Regions from separate parts of the Sus scrofa genome. Here regions 1 and 2 are each linked to region 3. Evidence: chromatin contacts called from public targeted proximity ligation data. All regions are on one chromosome and are shown on one strand. The core of a region is the stretch at or near the end of the contact, and the rest is flanking DNA. Distances in the headings are between cores, read along the strand shown.

What was found.
Region 1: a targeted proximity ligation map of skeletal muscle shows a contact between it and region 3, with 2.3 times the contacts expected there. A contact is called at or near these places in 3 of 47 Hi-C or Micro-C datasets (embryonic fibroblasts, heart right ventricle and skeletal muscle) and 1 of 2 datasets of targeted methods (skeletal muscle).
Region 2: a contact with region 3 is called in a targeted proximity ligation map of skeletal muscle. A contact is called at or near these places in 8 of 47 Hi-C or Micro-C datasets (epiblast stem cells, heart right ventricle, liver and 4 more) and 1 of 2 datasets of targeted methods (skeletal muscle).

Annotation. Positions count from the first base shown.
Region 1 is chr3:5,001,491-5,006,202 of Sscrofa11.1, forward strand. USP42 (a long non-coding RNA gene) reads right to left here. Exons shown (of 18, transcript XR_002342221.1): 17 at 2,933-2,976; 18 at 916-1,928. It overlaps CYTH3 (cytohesin-3), which reads left to right. Exons shown (of 13, transcript XM_021086079.1): 13 at 1-711. Among named protein-coding and RNA genes, the nearest start is that of USP42, 44 kb to the right of the region's middle.
Region 2 is chr3:4,856,902-4,861,180 of Sscrofa11.1, forward strand. No RefSeq gene overlaps it. Among named protein-coding and RNA genes, the nearest start is that of CYTH3, 42 kb to the right of the region's middle.
Region 3 is chr3:4,934,010-4,938,281 of Sscrofa11.1, forward strand. All of the region lies in intron 1 of CYTH3 (cytohesin-3), which reads left to right. Among named protein-coding and RNA genes, the nearest start is that of CYTH3, 36 kb to the left of the region's middle.

The DNA of each region.
Region 1 (4,712 bases), core at 1,126-3,625, 68 kb after region 3:
GGGGCAGGGCTGTGTGGGCGGGTCGTGGCCAGCGGCCGCCCACCCGGACCTCACCGAGCTGGCCTGTCCTCCTCCTCCCCCGCGCCGGTCTGCACTCAGTGCTTGAATGACCTGCCCCCGCTCTGGCCAAAGAGTTTTCCTCCAGAGACCAGGGGCAGGAGGCGGGGAAGGGGGTCCCTGCCCGGGAGACCCGGCTTCCAGGGCCCGCCCGCCCGCCGCCCTTAACCCAAGGTTTACTTGGCCGACCCTGGACCCAGACAAGCCAGTGTCGTCAGGATGTGGAACATATTTGAGCAGTTTAATGTGGTACCAAACGGAGTCCGAACAGGAGCTGTTCATGGGTGAAGCAGCATTTAATGCTGCATATAAAGCAATGCATATTTTTCGAGTTAAAATGCATATATCTACATAGATGTGCTTTGCTAAGAAGTTAGGTCTGTTGTAGACCAGAAACCACACATTGTGATTTCTTGTTTTATTTTTTTCTTAGAGAACATTTCTATTGACAGTAAATATAGTTAATATGTAAATAATGTACATATAGATTGATTTCTGGAGTGCTTGTTCTTCATTGTATAGACTCCCACAAGGCGCATGAAGAAATAGCCTATATTGACATTTTGCTGTAAAGTGAGCAGTAACGTTGCAGGGTGTGTGGCTGTCAGACTGCAAATAGTGTGTTCATTAAATAAAAACACGCTGTTAAAACAACACGGCCTATGACTGGCTTCTTTAAAATAAGGAGACTCCCCGCACCCGTCTGGGGTCTGTCTGTACCTCCAGTCTGGGGCCGAGAGCCCGTGGCTTGTGCCCTGGAGATGTTGAGACAGTGAACGCAGAGGAAGAAGCCCATGAGCAGCGTCGGTGAGTAAATGGGGAAAAGAGCGGGAAAAAATAAATGAAAAAGACACAAAAAAGGTTTAATTTGCTGCCATTTATATACTATATAAATTTTCCATGCTGTATATTTACAGTGGGGCAAGTGCTTTTTTAATCTTTAAAAAAACAAAGATCAAACTTCTTTAGACATCTCTGAACAACACAAACTGTATAAACCATACAGATTATTCAGATACGAACTGTATCAAATACAGTTTTCCCCACTCCATCTCCTGATGCAGGACCAGTGAATTATAAGTGTATCACAGTTTGATAGCATATCCATATTAAAAATAAAATCACAGTATGATTTTGTCTGTAACTAGAAACTTTAAGGGACCAAGCCGACAACTCAGACTCCAATATCATAGTCAAGACAAGAGACACTGTATAAAAAAGTTAGGTAATAAAAACATACTGTAGGCCTTACAAATAATGTTTGGATTATACATTCATAATGTAAATACGCATCATAACTGGTAAATTGATTGGAATAGTTCCACGAAGTTCAAAAACAGAACTTGTCTATAAAATACATCTTCAAATCTTGAATACAACTAAAATATGAAGCAAATTAGTTTCTAGTATCAGACATTACAGAAAACAGACTGCTCTCAAAAGTCTCATTGAGAGCGTGTGAATCTTTAAATAAGTTTTTAAATTAAATATACACACTGTCAGTTTGTACTTTTAATAATTCCATGGTGTCCCGGCTGGTCTTGCACCGGCTAGCTAACTCGGAGGAGCGTTACATGGAATACGAGTGATCAACCTGAGTCTGTGATTAAGCAGCATTTGAGATGTTCTAGTCCAGGGCGTTATTTCAATGTGATTTATATACACAGTATTTTACAGTGGTCAGCAGTTGTAGAAAGTGTTCGTCCATTTGGAATAAGGGTAATTAAGAAAAGGTAAAAACTAAAAAAAAAAGTCCTCCATGGTAAAATCTGTACAGTATTTACTAAAGAAGCACCACGCAGATTTGAACAAAGTTATTTTCTCTATAATTTAAGCTGGGTTGGGGATGGCTTCTGTTGAACACGTTGAATCTGAAAGACAGCAGGCAACAGGCGTTAGTTAGTTAGTCGGCCAGAGGCAGGAAGTTGGAACAAAGGGCCCAGGGAGGTCCCCCCACCCCGGCACCCACCCGGGGCGGGGGGTGCGGGGGGGGGGGCACTCCTCTTCCTTAGGCAACCGCCCTCCTGAAGGGCAGTCCAGGAACCAGGCGGTTCTAAACGCAGGAGCCCAGGCAGCTGGTGCCGCTCCCTCGAGGAGGGCGCCACCTGCTGGGCGCGGGTCCCGCCCGCCGGGCCCCCGCTGCGCTCGTCCCGCCCTCTCCTCATTCCTGACTCGGGCGTAGACCTGGCCCGGAGCACGCACTGGCCACGGGCGTGAATCAGCTGCGAATTAATCTGCAGACGGTTCCGGACATCCATTTAACCCCCCCTTTGCTGAAGTTACCCGTCTGGACGAAACTGCCTTCCCAGAGCCCAGGGGCTGGCTGGCCGCCCCCGCGCCCCAGCACGTCAGGGCTCACGCCACCAGGTCCTGCCTCCCAGGGCCGCCGAATGAAACCAGTGGAAAATGACACCCCACGCCTGATGTGCTCCCCCAAAGCGCCCGAACCTCAAACAAAGCCAAGTCCTAGTTGTCTGAAGCAGGCCTGAGATCTAGCGAGGCTAGGGCTCCAGGCTGGGCACGGTACCCACAGCTGGGGGAGGCTGGGGGTGCCCGGAGCTCAAGGACGGGTGGGCGGGGAGGGATCTCCTCGCTCAGGCCAACTGGGAGCTGCGTCTGGGTTGAGGCGATGGCTTCTCCAGCTTTCAAATGTTTATCAAGTGACTGTTGATTCTGAAGCTTCAACCTTCCCTCCTTTTCTTACCAGGAGGAGGGAAGGGAGCGACTGAGTTCAGGGACCCAACCCTCTCCCCCGCCCGGGTAGCGGCTCCGTCTCCCTCTGCTCCCAGCGCCGCCCGCGGCCCAGCGCTCCTCTCTGGGGCCCCCTGGTGGCTCCCCGAACGACTAGGCAAACAGACGTAGGCCGACAGCTTACCGTAACTAGTGAATTCTTTGCTCTGAGGCCAAGTTTTCAATCACCTAAAAAGCAAAGGTTGGGAAACAGATTTTAATGATGGTTTTACAATACGTTTAGGGCCTATGCTCTGTGTGCATTAGGTAATCACACTTAGGACCAGTTCTCAGTAGCTCGTTGCCTGAAATCAGTCCTACATGAGGAGGAGCACGGATGAGCTGCAGCTCTGAGTTTTACTGAAAACAGTTCATGTGATGCCTGAGGGCCGCATCCCCACGGAAACAGCCCACTCTCACCCCAGCAGAAGGCATTTGGGCGTCAGGCAAGAACAGCTCTTAGGCCAAAGACACTGAGTTCAAAGGTGCCAGAGAACAGGAGTCTGAAAGAGGTAAATGGTCAAGGGACCAGGACAGCAGACACACAGGCAGGCAGAGTTCCGTCCTCCGCCCCCCCAGAGATGCTCGGCCTGGGGGCCCTCGGTCAGCTCACAGCACAGGTGCCATCACGTCCAGGACAGGAACAGGGCCACCACCTGACCCCAGACACGCAGCCGGACTACCAAGTGTCCGCTGCTGGGGTTCGCCTGCCACTCTCCCTCCCCTGGGGCCGGCTCTGTGGGCGAGCTGGTGGCCTCAAGCGGTGCTCCTTGCAGGAGACCCGCAGGGGGAAGGGATGATTTTGGCCAAAGCGCAGAATCCCTGCAGGCCCACTGCGCACACAGAGCCCTCGCTGCTTCACCCCAGAGGCCAGGCCCCTCCCCCAAATCACTGAGCCGTTCGTGGGAACCAGTGTGCAAAGGCAACAGTGCGCAGAAAACACACAGCACGCAGCCTCTCAGCTTCCTTTTCCTGCTTGACTCTTCCCACTGGCTCCCAATGCCGCCAGCAGGGCCCCCCCACCAGGACACCCACCCTGCACGCTCTGCTCCTCTCACACCAGTGTGCTGCGGGCCACCTGTGCCTCCAGCGACAATCGAGTGACTGTGGCCGAGGGGCGGGCCTGCCCCCTGAACACCTGGTGCCTCACCCAGGTCCCTCACAGAGGGGAACCTGGGGACCTTGGGCATCCAGGGCTAGGTCAAGGTCCCGAGGGTGCACCCCAGCGTCAGGGCGGGGGTCGGCAAACCCATCCCCGGACGACTCCGACGCTGGCACAGGGGACGGGCGGGCCAGGCTCCAGCGGCTTTACTGACGGTTCAGTTTCAGGTGAAAGGAGACCTTCTCTGTACTTTTCCAGCCTCACGGGTGGGCTACGCAAGCGCGGGCTACGCAAGGGCGGCCTCAGGCTGCAGTCTGCTGACCCCCGTTCTTGGGTCCCACCCCCAAGGCCCGGACACATCCTCCCTGTCCCCTCCCCCACCCATCCTTCCAGGGTCGAGGGTCACTGGATCAGCCAAGAAAGTTGGGGGGGGGGCGCTGCTTTAAGTGCACAGGGGAGAAAAAACTAGGAAATTACGAAGGAAGACAATGCCTCGCAAAGCAGACAAGAACCCCGGATGCCAGCGGCCTGTGCTAACCCAGCGCTCGGAGCCCAGGCCCCATGGCACAGTTGCCTGGCCTGGCAGGAGGCCCACCGTGGCCGCCCAGGGAGCTGGCCACCCAACTGTGACCATGGGTTCTACGCAGATGCTGGAGGCGCAAGGATTCGGGAGAGAAGGAACGTAACCACAGAAACATTTCTATCAAAAATGACTTAAAACCAAAAGTTCTGGTCCACAGACGCCCAGAGCCACAAAATCCAGAGGTTCCCTGCCAGAGGATCTGCTGGGCCCAGCTGCACGGAACGCAGGGGCACGTGAACC
Region 2 (4,279 bases), core at 405-2,904, 77 kb before region 3:
CAGTTTTCACTCAGCCTACTGATTCAAATGCTAATCCCTTTCAGAAACGCCCTCACGGGCACACCCAGAAATAATGTCTCACCAGCCATCTGGGCGTCCCTGGGCCCAGTCCTGGTGACACATAACATTGACCTTCACAGCAAGGCCTTCCTCTCTGGATGGAAGATGTGGGAGTGGAACAGGGGCCATGGGCACAGAAGGCCTTCCCTCTCTTGCCTTTATTTTACATGATTTCGAATCTTTAAAGCCACATTTTGTTCTAGTTTTTTCAATTAAAAGTTGTTTTCTTGCACTGTAAACCCGCTATAATGGAAAAAACAAAAATCATTATAAAATAAATTGTTTTATTGAAGTATAGTTGATTTACAATGTGTTCGTTTCTGGCATACAACAAAGTCATTCAGTTATTTATGTACATATATAGGTATTCTTTATTTTCTTTAACTTTTTGGGGGCTTTTTTTGGCCACAGTCATGGCATGTGGAAGTTCCCAGGGCAGGGATCCAACCTGCACCACAGCAGTCACCCAAGCTGTTGCAGTGACAACACTCCAGGTCTTTGTTTTAAAATGTAGTTTTAGGGAGTTCCCTTGGTGGCACAGTGGTTAATGAATCCGGCTAGGAACCATGAGGTTTCGGGTTCGATCCCTGGCCCCACTCAGTGGGTTGAGGATCTGGTGGTGCTGTGACCTATGGTGTAGGTTGCAGACACGGCTCAGATCACGCATTGCTGTGGCTATGGTGTAGGCCGGAGGCTACAGCTCCAATTATGCCTCGGGAAGCGGCCCCAGAAAAGGCAAAAAGACCAAAAAAAAAAAAAAAAATAGTTTTTACTCTAATTCAAAAAGATATATGCCGGAGCTCTTGCTGTAGCTCACTGGTAACGAACCCAACTAGTGTCTGTGAGGACGTGGGTTCAATCCCTGGCCCTGCTCAATGGGTTAAGGATCTGGTGTTGCTGTGAGCTGTGGTGTAGGTTGCAGACGCGACTTAGATCCCGAGTTGCTTGTGGTAGCTGTGGTGTACGCCGGCAGTTGCAGCTCTCATTCAATCCCTAGCTTGGGAACATCCATTTGTGTGGCCCTACGGAAGACAAAAACCACCAACAATGAGCCCTTGGCCTTTTTTTCATTGAATTCTAAGCATTTTTATTGTCCAAGAGCAATGGGCTTTAGAGTCTCTTTCAATCTTGCACTTTTGGGAACACGTCATCCTCTCTTAAGCTGTCCCCAGACCTGGTTTGTAGGAAGGGACGTGGGCTACAGCCTTCAGCACAGCCCAAGGGAAATACAGACTCAGGTTTACAGCTTGACCTTGGCTCTGGTGGCAGGACAGTTCGCTGGACTTGAGAGGCTGCCTGGGAACATCCTCTGCTGCCCCCTGTGAGGCCACGAGGCGACTCAGGATGTGCACGAGGTCGGCGTGAGAAACTGAGGTGGTCTTGGAAGCTGTGGCCCCCTGGACCTTCGGGCTCAGGGAAGAACCCTTGGGCTGCTTCCCACGCGAAGCCGGACTTGGCTTCCTCCTCATCACCTCTAAAAATAGGACTTGGAAGTCATGGCCCCTGTGATGTAATGCATCTCAGTCATGGGCAGGAAGTGATGCTTTCCTGCCAGGCCCGCAGTGTCCTCAGGAGATGAGCTGGGAAGGACATTCCTTCTCCTGTTTCACGATAGGAACGTCAGAGCGCTTAGGGCTGCTTTTTGCAGCCAGAGAGGTCAGACTGGCTATATTTGGGTGACGCTGGATGTGTGTGCCTCACAAAGTCTGGTGTTGGTAACCTCGCCCTCCATCCGCGTGAACTGTCCTGGGCTCCGTGAGGCTCATAAAAGCGGTGGCACGTCCTCATTAGGGAAATACACGCATAGCATTCTAAGGATGAGAGCAGACTGCAGAATTTGGCTCCCTGGCCCTACTCGGGGATTGAGAATTTTGTGCAACAGACCGAGGACCAGCGGACCAGGGCTCGAAGCATTTGGCAAGAGTAATTTTTTGTTTTCCAGGATTTGCAGTGAGAATCCAATGTCTTGGAATTCCCTGGTGGCTCATCGGGTTAAGGATCTGATGTCAGTTTGACCCCTGGCCCGGGAACCTCTGCTTGCTGTGGGCGAGGCCAAGATAAAAACTTGCCTTCATTTCATTGCAATTGTGTGTCAGACTCTAAGCATAAACAGCTAAGTAAGACAGAAGTCAACCTGGGACGTCCATGGTCTGGGGAGAAAAGTGACAAACCAGACTGCCGAGGAGTGCCAAGAAGTCACCCTGGAAGGTGCTGGAAGGGGTGCTCAGACTCTTGCTCACTACACTGCCGGCTCCTTGGAGAGATGCTGCTTCCACAGGAGCCCCTCCAGCCCCGGCAAACGGGTCCACGGAGGGTTGCCAAGCCCTGCGGGTGCTGTCAGCCTGTTCCTGGAGCTGCTCTTTACAGCATACAGTTCCTGGCTCGGAGGAGCAGGATTTCACCTCCCAGCCCTGGACAGAGACCTGAGCGCCCCTGAACCCCTCGTCCTTCCCACTTGCAAGATCCAAAGCCCTCCAGTCTCAGGCGAACCCAGCCCTTCACTATCGCTGCCCTATAAAACCAGACAGACTGAATGTCTCCTTCCTGCCCAGTGGCTCTGCTCCCTCACCGAGTCGTCCAAGGCTGCGTCCTCTCCTTGGTGGCCGACGGCCAGCTCCCACTGCAGCCCGTAGCACCAGCGCCAGCCCTGTCCTCCTCGGTTCTTTACCCAAGAAACACCCTCATCTCTGTGACATGATTGTTCAAAACAAACCAGCTGTAATGGGAGTTCCCATGTGGCGCAGTGGAGATGAATCCGGCTGGGATCCATGAGGATAAGAGGATGCAGGTTCGATCCCTGGCCTCATGCGGTGGGTTAAGGATCTGGCATTGCCATGAGCCGTGGTGTAGGCTGGCAGCTGCAGCTCCGATTTGACCCCTAGCCTGGGAATGTCCATATGCCTCGGGTGCAGCCCTAAAAAACCAAAGCAAAAAACCAAACTGAAAAACTGAGAACCAGGAATGAGAGTGAAATTTGGCTTCCTTGCTTTGAGTAATTCGTTATAAGCTCTAATGTATGAAAAACCCACTTCCTTAAGGTAACAAATGGGGAGAAGCCACAGTAATTGGATTTGCTATTAAGTGGGTGTATTGCTACCAAATTGAACAGAAAATTACTGGGAACATTTGGAGTGAGAATGAAAGTGTCTCAGATGTGGTGACGGGGACCAGCCAGCCCTCCTGCTCCCGTTCCCTGGGCGGCTGCAGCGCTGATGCTTCCCTGAGCTTCTTGGTCCTGCGGCCTGTCTGGCCCCCAGGGGCACCCGGACCTCCCACTGGCTGCGGGCTGACCCCTTTTTTCTACTCTCTTCCAGGCTTCGTGGGATCCGGCCTGCTGTCCTTTCCCTTCCTAGCTGCCAGCAAGGACTCTGGTTTCTTACAATTCCCTGTCTTCAGATCAGGCCCCGTCTCCCACTTCCTGGTCATCCCCCCAAACACAAGAGCTGATCGGCTTAAAGACTTCAGTGCAGTTACCCTAAGGAAAGAAGAACGTAAGGCAGCAAGCAAGAGGAACTGGGGGAGTTCCCGTCGTGGCTCAGTGGTTAACGAACCCGACTAGCATCCATGAGGACGTGGGTTCCATCCCTGGCCTCGCTCCGTGGGTTCGGGATCTGGCATTGCCATGAGCTGTGCTGTAGGTCGCAGATGGAGCTCGGATCCTGTGTTGCTGCGGCTGTGGTGTAGGCCGGTGGCTACAGCTCCAATTGGACCCCTAGCCTGGGAACCTCCATATGTCTCGGGTGTGGCCCTAAAAAGACAAAAGACAAAAAAAAGGGGGGGGGGACCAGGGGTTGGTGGAGGGGGAGTTACTCTTTAATGGGGATAGAGTCTTGGGAAGGTGAACAGGTTCTGGAGGAGATGGCGGTGATGGTTGTACAACAGCGTGAATGCGCTTAGCGCCCCTGAGTCGTACACGCAAACGTGGTTGATTTCATGGTACGTATTTTACCACTATAAAAACTAACAAAGAAATTTTTTTATTTGAATAACAAAGTTTCTGGGATTTTTTTTTAAATTTTTTATTTTATTTATTTTTTAGTTTTTTGTCTTTTTTTTGCTATTTCTTTGGGCCGCTTCCGCGGCATATGGAGGTTCCCAGGCTAGGGGTCGAATCGGAGCTGTAGCTGCCAGCCTACGCCAGAGCCACAGCAACTCGGGATCTGAGCCGCATCTGCAACCTACATCACAGCTCACGGCAACGCCGGATCGTTAACCCACT
Region 3 (4,272 bases), core at 267-2,766:
CTAGAATGCAGATTGGGATGGCGGGTGTTTATTTTTGACTGGGTCTGTCTCCTTGGGGTTTGCATTCGTCATCGATGCCCTCTGCAGATCCAGACACCACCAAGAAAGTACCCCCTGGCCCCCCAGTAGAATGGGAGTAGGTATTGTTAGTTTTAGGTGCCTGAGGCTCTGCTTTAAGGGGGAGAAACTCCTTGTAAGTGTCTAGGTGAAAGGTGTTAATAGTAGTTAATACAATAGTAGCAGCAGCAGCAAGAGTGCCACTGGTCAGTGGTTAATTGCGGCGTGCCAGCCGCTGCCCTAGCACTTGGAGGGGGCATCGTAGCTCCTTGCCGGTTCTCACAGCAGTCCTCGAGATAGGCCTGCCAGCCCCTCCGTGCAGACGAGGAATCTGAGACTTAACCAGATGCAGTAACTCGCACAGGCTCACACGGGAGGAGCTGAGCTGTGGCCCCTGGCCTGCCCGCGGCTGGGCTCCGCTTGGTGACCACGTGCGCCCCGCTCCGCGCGCCTCCCAGGAAAACGAGTGCTCCATGGCGGTAGCGAGGTACAGTTTCTTTATAAGCTAAACGAGGCATCATATTTTTAAAAATAGAAGCAGGCATGCTGTAACGTTTGGGGGAGTGTGTGTAAAATTAAGACGTGGCCGCTCTTACCGCCTTGGCGGCAGATGGTAGCACCCGGCTGAGACAGGTCGGTCAGGGCGCCCTGGTGCCCGGCTGCCTTCAGCCGGGTGTTTCCTCCTTGCACTCCCGCCTCTCTTTTTCTCTGGCTCCGTCAAGTTTCACCTCCTGTTCCTCCAGCCTGCACTCTTGCTGGACAGCTGCTAAACATCTGTTGCTCGGCGCTGAGACGTGCGGTGGGCGTGTGTACACGGTGGCTCCGTCTCCTGCTGGAATCCGCTCCCGGAGCCTTCAGAGCGAAGGGGCCGCGTGGCCCTGGGCAGCGTCTTGTGTCCTCGCTGTCCCCACAGCCGCAGGGGCTCTGCATGACCCATAAAGACGCCTCTCAGAACTGAGGGACCTTTTGCCGTCACAGGAGTAAGGAAAAGACCAAGACGAGGCGACGGAGGAGGAGGAAATCTATTTAAAAGGGCGGGTTTGACTCTCTGACGGCGCCTCCGGTGTTGGGCGTGAGGGGACCGTCTGTGGTCTGGGCCGAGGGGGTGGAGTGGGAGGCAGGTCTCGGGACAGCCCGGATCTCCAGCAGCTAAAATGTTAAGGTCGAGCCTGGCTCGGAGGCAGATAAAAGTTCCTTTGCCTCCTCTCCTTGCTTTAAAACTGTTCATTTTTAATTTTTAAGGTCATGTGCCGGGGGCGTTGGGGGACACACACTCACACACACACACACACACACACTCTTTGCTACCAGCCTGGCTCTTTCAGCCTAGCCTGACCCCTGAATCCTGCCTCCCACACAGCTTGCGAACTCGAGTCTTTGCTCACAAAGACTGCTCTCCAGCCCTTCTCCTCCCTCCGAAGTGCTCCGTGTTTGGCCCGAGCGTTTGGAACAGAGCTGGGCTATGGGGCATGTTCGTGAGTGTGCGCTGCTGTCCTGCGGGGCTGGAGCGTGAGCTCCAGAGCAGATGCGTGTGACCGCGGAGCTGCCCTCGAAGCCGTTCCCAGTGTGCCCTGTGATCTGTTGACGGTGCCTCTTTGGCACGGGGAAGAGGTGGCGGGCAGTGGTTCAAGAGAGGGAGAGGAACGGAGGCTCAGGAAGGCAGGTCCTTAGGCCTTTCCTCTGTGAGCCGGGGTGCGGCCCCGCCAAACCCTAAATCAGGCTGGAAAACAAGGGGAAGCTTCACGTGTCCCCAGTCATCGTTAATACATTTTTGTTTAAATAGGAGACGCTGAGTCAGAGTGAGCCCGAGCACCGATCCGCTCGTTGAAGTCTCCCACATTTTCCTGATTAAAGAAACAGACCCCGAAGCAAATCGGAGGCTCTTGTTTGCCGCAAAGTTAGCGTTTTTATATCCTGGTTCAGCCGAGGTCCCACTTGTTCACATTCACGGTGGAATTTTCTGCTGGGGGATCCTAACATTTTGAGGAACGTTTTCAATAAAGTTTATGAGATGTTTTCGTCTTGGAAGATGTGCAGAGACCCTGACAGCCCCCTCGGGTGGAGAACTACAGATTTACTGCTTACGGAGAACTTAGTTGATGGACATGCTTCCCTTTGCAAGCCCTGGGAAAACCTCCCCAGGCGCCTTTTTTTTTTTTTTTTTTTTAAATGGCTGTACTTGTGACATACAGAACGTTCTGGGGCCAGAGATTAAATCTGAGACGCAGCTACCAGCTACACCACAGCTACAGCAGCGCTAGATCCATGCTTGGACCTGAGGATTGAATGTAGTGACTTGAGCTGTTGCAGTCAGATTTTTTTTTTTTTTTTTGTCTTTTCAGAGCTACACCCACCGCATATGGAGGTTCCCAGGCTAGGGGTCCAGTCGGAGCTGCAGCTGTTGGCCTGCACCACAGCCACAGCCACGCCAGATCTGAGCCACGTCTGCGACCTACACCACAGCTCATGACAGCGCCCCCCCACTGAGCGAGGCCAGGGATCGAACCTGCCTCCTCACGGATGCTAGTCATGTTCATTAACTGCTGAGCCACGACGGGAACTCCTGCGGTCTGATTCTTAACCCGATGCGCCCCAGCGGCAATCGCGAACCTCCCCAGCCTTGTGCTTTGGAGGCAGCTGTCCGTGTGGGTGGCACCCGTCCTTGGTCCGTCTTTACTGGGAACGTTTCCAAGTCTAATGATTGTTGTAGGTTTCTGCCACAGACCCTTTGCTGAGGTTAAGAACTCTTTTATTTTTAGTTTACCACATTTTTTTTTTTTTTTTTTTTTTTTTTTAATCAGAAAGGGCTGTTGAATTTCACCAAACGCTGTTTTCCCCTATTTGAGACAGTCTTGTGTTTTTCATTAGGAGCCTTTCGGTACTATTGGACTTTTATTTTTAAAAAAGCTGTTTGCAGGAGTTCCCATCGTGGCTCAGCGGAAACGAATCCAACTAGGAACCATGAGGTGGAGGGTTTGATCCCTGGCCTTGCTCAGTGGGTTAAGGATCCGGCGTTGCCGTGAGCTGTGGTGTGGGTTACAGATGCGGCTCAGATCTGGCGTGGCTGTGGCTGTGGTGTAGGCCGGTGGCTACAGCTCCGATTCGACCCCTAGCCTGGGAACCTCCATGTCCCGAGGGTGTGGCCCTGAAAAGCAAAAAAAAAAAAAAAAAAAAAAAAACAAAAAAACCCAAAGAAACAAACAAAAAAACGAAACCACAGCCATTTGCACAGTGTATCTTCTCACCCGAGGCTTAGAGCTGCTTTGAAAAGCGGACTTCGTAGCTGTGTCACTACCTGAGTTTTTCCTTGAATTTGATTTCTCCTTCCCTCGGTGCCTGTCTCCTTTCCTGCGGTCCATTTTGAGGGGATTTCAGCACTTAGAGGCCAGTGCCTTCTTCTTTTCTCAGAAGCCTCGCCTCTCATTTCCTGGGTTTAAAGGCCGGGAGCATCACGCCTCTGCCAGGCTGCCCCTTGACCAGCCTCGGGGACTTGGAGAAGCCGCCCTCCTCGCCCAAGTTGTGCTCGCCCGTCAGGGACCTGAAGCCGGCGCGGTCCTGCCCGGCCCCTGGGAGACCCTGACTCTCAGTCAGAGCTTGGAATCGCGTCAGGAAACCCAGCAGCTCCGGCTGAGGTTTCAGGAGGTGACTGGAAAGTTCGCAGGACCTCCGCCACAGAGGAGCTGGAAGCATCTCTGGGCTTTCCGACCTCACCTTCCCTCCGGGACTGTGAGATAAAACCACATGCATTCCACCCCACTGGGCTGCTTTGCCCTAAAATAGCATGCCCCCCCCCCCATTAAACCCCTCGAGCATCCTGCCCTTTAGAAGTGTGTGAACGGGAAGTCGTCTGCCCGCGACTGCGCTGTGGTCCGGGCTTCCCGGCAGGGAGCGCTGGGGACCGTTGCAAGAGGGCTGGGGGTGTGGTGGGCGTGGGGGGATCTTCGGGTGGAGGCCTGTCCGCTCCTGCAGCCCCGAAGGCGGGAGCCAGTCACAGATCTGCTGCCTTTGACAACACACACCCTCTTGGGCGTTCCCTCGGGGCCTCCTGGTTGGTGGTTAGCGCTTTGGCCGCCGTGGCCAGGGTTTGGTCCCTGGCTGGGAACGGAGATCCCATGTCGAGCTGCTGCACGCTGTGGCCACACAAGTTTAAAAACAGAGGGAGGGACGGAGGGACAAGAACCAGCAGGACAGGAGGAACACCCCCTCTGCCGGAGG